2 separate regions of the Cyprinus carpio genome follow, and region 2 is linked to region 1. The links are chromatin contacts, called in public Hi-C maps. All regions are on one chromosome and are shown on one strand. Each heading gives the region's core, a stretch centred on a gene start, on an enhancer-like site or on the middle of the called end of the contact. The rest is flanking DNA. Distances are from core to core; before and after follow the strand shown. Region 1 overlaps LOC109056791 (inactive ubiquitin carboxyl-terminal hydrolase 53-like). Region 2 holds the start of LOC109060123 (myozenin-2-like).

Region 1 (2,700 bases), core at 155-2,654:
GTCTGTTCTTCTTTGTTTGTGGTGTGTGTGTGTGTGCGTGTGGTAGGGGGTGTGTGTGTGTGTGTGTGATTAGGGCGCCACACACACTGCCTGCTCCCTCCTTTCTGGTTATTTTTTTTCCCCAGGCCCGCATTAACAAGCTAATCCCTTTGGCATAGCATGCAATTAGAAAAAAAAAAAAAGAGAGATGTTATGAGAGGATTGGACTTTAGACCCCATTTTCTGGTTTTTCAAGCCTGTCGTGTTTAAGCTGCTAAGCCTCATGAGAAGAACCTCCATTTGATGGCCATGACTTGCAATATTAGATAACGTTGTTGCAATATTGATAAAAATAAATAAATAAAATAATGGCATAGCCAGAAGAAACCACCACACGGTGAGTCCCTCCACTGACGCAAGTTTAAGAGATTTTTTTTTTTTTCAGAAGGTTTAATCTACTACAAAGCAAATATTGTAAATTCACAATATCAACACAATCAGGTACATCATCTCTTTTCAAGAAGCTGCGTGATTTGAGACATCAACACAGTGTAATATTCTGGTTGAAAAATTAACATTTAGTACATCAGCTGGAGCCATATCATCAGTTTTATTTGAGCAGTTTTTATATATTATGGTATTTATTACATTTTGAATTAGCTTTTATTTTTATGTCATTATCAGAAAAATTATTTTTAGAACTGAACCCAAAACTAAAATCATTAAAAAAAAAAAGTTTCTTAAGTAAATAAATAAATTATTGAATAAAATATTTCATATTTTAACCAACTTTAAAAATAAAAATGTATAAAGACTATACAGACGTATGTTTTTTTAATTAAAATATAGGGAAATATATGATATATTATAATTCCTATATATATATATATATATATATATAAATAAAATAGTGTCTTATTGGTAAATTACTATTTTATTTTAAGTTTTGGTACATTTGATATTTGTTTGTCATTTTTGTAACTGTATATACACATTTTAATTACTGTTTTTGTCAGTTTAGTATTTCAACTTTCAGCCAAGGCATCATTTCTACTTTTCATTACAGTTTTTAACCTAATGCTTACATTTGATTTTTTCCAGCTTTATTTCAATTACGAAACAGAACTTTTTAATACAGTAACACTACATAAAATTGCACATTTGAAAATATAAATTAGATTATCTTGAGAATTTTGATTTGATTTTATTTTGTTTGTGATATTATTTATTTTTATGAATTGTAGTATTTATTTTTTATTCAATTAATGTTTAGTAATTTTTTAAAGAGACACGTGAAGAAATGAGCTCACAGACGGCTGTCACATGTGCAGACTGACGGGTCGCGAGTGTTCATCAACACGAGATCACTGCCACACACCTGCTCTCTACACGCCACTGAATGAATTAAGCCCAAAACAATGCAGATGGGCTTGAAGGCATAGCTGCTACTGTACATACAGTACATTATCTTATAAGGAGTGCAACATTATTTGTATTACAGCTGGATGAATCTTTTTCATTCACCTCTGAAAGGGAGGCAATTACTTGCCAAGTAATACATGCAGGACAGATATGCATCACATCTAGATCTGTTGACAAGCTGAAAATAGTTACTGATGTCTAAGAATAAATATTTTCCACAGTGCAACAGGATCTTGGAGAACGTCTCTTCATGCTTTTAATAACACGCTACAAACTCCCGACTACATTCATACTTTCACATTTACTGGGCCAAACACCAAAATAAGAAGGAAATATCAGCGTTTACAATATTCTGCTGCTGCTGTTCGGACAATTTCAATTTCAAGTGCAATTTCATTTTGGACTTGGTTCAGCGGTAAATAAAATGTGGCATCTTTTTATATCAGTTAGTTTTTCTTCCAATATTAAATTCGATTTTTCAGCTTTATTTTAATGACTGAAAATGAACATTTTAATACCGTAATTTAGTTATCAATAACCATACTGCATAAAATTGCACTTTTACTTTACTTTTTTTTTTGCACTTTTACTTGAAATAAAAATAGGTAATAATTCATTTATTAATTTAAAGTAAATAAATGGTAATATACATATTTAAAAAACTAAATTATTATATTAATAAATAAAAAAATAAAGTAAATAAATGGTAATATATATATTTAAAAAATAAAAATTATTATATTAATAAATAAAAAATTGAAGTAAATAAATGGTAATATACATATTTAAAAAAAATAATTATTATATTAATAAATTAAAAATTTAAGTAAATAAATGGTAATATACATATTTAAAAAAATAATTATTATATTAATAAATTAAAATTTAAAGTAAATAAATGGTAATATACATATTTTAAATAAATAAATAAACTAATAAATAAATAAGTAGGTAGGTAGAAATATGTTCAAACATGTTTTGTTTGTGTACAGACTGAAACACAAATGCCTTAAGGATGCAGACAAAGAACAGCGAGTCTGTTTAAATCCACAGAGACCAAACAGCAGCAGATCATCTGTCAGGGGTTTGTCTGTTCAACATTCAGAAACTCCTGCTGCTCTGACCTTTACCAGCATCTTACGGGACACACAGCACTGATAGTGAACAACACACTACAGAGACGATCAGACGGTTGAAAACACATCCTGCCAAACAGTGCTTTAAAAAGAAAGCCTCTGCAGTTCACTTCTGATCAAACAAGGGCAACGTTCATCTGCACTGTTTACTCAAAGCCTGGGT
Region 2 (2,700 bases), core at 68-2,567, 62 kb after region 1:
GTTGATATCATTAACTAAAACTTATAAAGTCACAAGATAATTGAGATAAGACTACAATACAATCAAATACAAAGATTAGATGAAAAAATTATAAAATGACTGAAACTAAAACTGAAATAAAAATAATGAAATATATATACAAATATAAAAAGCTGAATAAAACTATTGATAGATATTATAACAATATACAAATAATAATCACCAATTGCAAAGATGATAATGAACAAAGTTTTAAAAAGTACATTGATGATTATGATTTTATATATATATAGCAATGAGTGAATGCCATATGCATGTGCAGTACCGTGTTATTTACACTTCAAAGAATACTACTAGTTTTAATAATAATTTGTCAGAAGTACTTATTTTGATGTGTTGACTAACATATTAAAGCACATGTGAAGTACTGAACTTCATTTGTACATTTAGTTAATAGTTAATATAGGTAGTATATTTGAATCGGTTTAATATATTTAGTTAATATATTTAAATGCAACTTCATCATTACAAATGCATAATTACAAATATATGTAAATACATGACATCCAAGTTTCGATAGAAATTACATTAAATAAAGAATATTTTAGTTCACCGTAAATGCTTGTCAGTACATCCAGCAGTACTTTAACCATATTTCAAAGACAATAGAAGTAATTCTGAAATTATATATAAAGATGTACATAGTGAGTCAAAAAGCATTTTAAAAAGCAGCTAATTGCATTTATTATGAATGTAAAGTATAATATATGTTATTAACTAACATGCAGTTAAGTGTCTGAAATCATTACCTTCAGTTGTCACTTGAAATAAATAAAAAAAGTATAATAATTTTGTATTAAGTGATATTTAAAAAAATATATATAATAAAGTGCACTTCTTTAAAAAAAAAAAAAATCTATTATGGTATAGTGTAAACTATTTAGCATCTCCAGCATTTCAGTTCATTCTCACATTATATTTCATGTACCAAAAACACAAATCACATCAATATGTGAATTCAGCAGTGTGCAGATATTATATATGACCAGCATAATCAGTGCAGGCTAAAGCACTGTAGCTCCATCCGAGACCTTACCGCACTGCTTTGAGACAATACTGTACATCATTATGTATAAATGATGGCAGTCATCAGCGCTTTGAACACACTGCACACACACCCCAGGCGTCCCTGAGGCAGAGCTCTTACCTGCGCCGGGTCAGGCTGTGTGGAGAGGTCAGTTTGGATCTGTGCTGCTTTCCTCTCGGAACAGGACTGAGGGGCTCTGGCCAAGCGGAGGGGTGTCAGAGCAGTCTGTGTGCTTTCACTAGCATACAGTTATAAATAGCACTGATCATTACACACAAACAGACTTACGTTGACACTTTTTAGTGTGACGGAGACAGCAGGTGTCTGCTCAGGTTATTACTTCACTGTGTTTGTACAGTTCATTCATTCTTAGGTTTCTGTTCGGTCAACTAAGTTTTGGTTAATGTGGTTAGTGGCCTAATTTCTACTGTGAATGAGTGTAATATGATCTGTAGGATATATATAAAACACCTTACCCTGGCTTTTTCATGGCAACACATTGCACATACATTCCTTCCCTATAGTGAAAAAAATAAAATGCATTTGAAATACATTTATTTTGTGCCACATACAGTATAAGTATATTTGATTGTGCTAAAGTGGAACCATTGCACATTGTACTTTAAATATCTTGCATTTAAGGACCGATATTATTCAAAGATCATACAATCCTCATCAACATGACATTAAAACACATAGTCTTAAGTGAGATGTAAAGAAATATGTTAATGGATTTAAAGAATAATAAGTATAAATTCTTTTTATTTTAAATAAATGATATACACAAATATACTTTTTTTGTTGTTTACTAGGGTTATTTTATGTTAAAATATTTATATTTTTAAATATTATTATATTAATATTTATGTTTTAGAGAGAATATGCTATTGTGAAAAACAAGTATTCCTTTAAGAGTACTTTGGAAATAATATTAATATACTGCAAACCAAATGTATTGTTTTCAGACATTTAAATGGATGTTAATTGCAACTAAAAGAAAAACATTATAGTTTAAATTTATAATCAATGCAATTATTTGAACTTTAGATGAATTTAAGTATATCTTTATATGTCATTTCATAATTACATGTTACTTGTTGAAATATGGTTAAATTGTACAGCTGAATGACAAGCATTTATGGCAAACTACAATATACTTACATGATATATATACAGTACATATCATTTCTATTGAAACTTCTGTCATGTATTTATTTTAAAGGGGTCATATGATGCTGCTAAAAGGAACATTATTTTGTGCATTTGGTGTAATGAAATGTGTTTATGCGGTTTAAGGTTCAAAAAACACTTTTTCCACATAATGTACAATATTATTTCTCCTCTATGCCCCGCCTTCTGAAATGCGTCATTTTTTACAAAGCTCATCGGTCTGAAAGGCGAGGTGTGCTCTGATTGGCCAGCTATCCAGTGCGTTGTGATTGGCCAACTGTTTCAAGCGTCTAACGGAAATATTACGCCCCTCAACATATACTGTTATGGCGTGTCCCAGTCCGAACATCAGCATGATGAGACAAAAACAATAAAACCCAATATAAATGAGGCAGTTGTTGCATCCAGTGGGGACAGAATTACTGATTATAATGACTTATACTATCTTTTTACGCGTTGCGTTG

What was found. A called contact is a pair of places that touch in the nucleus more often than the background predicts.
Region 2: a Hi-C map of skeletal muscle shows a contact between it and region 1, with 3 times the contacts expected there. The contact joins the promoter of LOC109060123 here to the enhancer-like site in region 1. A contact is called at or near these places in 4 of 8 Hi-C or Micro-C datasets (liver and skeletal muscle).

What each region holds. Positions count from the first base shown.
Region 1 is chrB7:41,089,702-41,092,401 of ASM1834038v1, forward strand. The region is part of intron 15 of LOC109056791 (inactive ubiquitin carboxyl-terminal hydrolase 53-like); the gene reads right to left. Among protein-coding and RNA genes, the nearest start is that of LOC109056791, 41 kb to the right of the region's middle. Within about 2 kb of position 1,405, at least 1 of the 8 cell types and tissues checked has an H3K27ac peak or open chromatin away from gene starts, as enhancers often do. A contact at or near this core is called in skeletal muscle, where this site is marked.
Region 2 is chrB7:41,151,940-41,154,639 of ASM1834038v1, forward strand. It overlaps LOC109060123 (myozenin-2-like), which reads right to left and starts at 1,318. Exons shown (of 6, transcript XM_042728687.1): 1 at 1,187-1,318.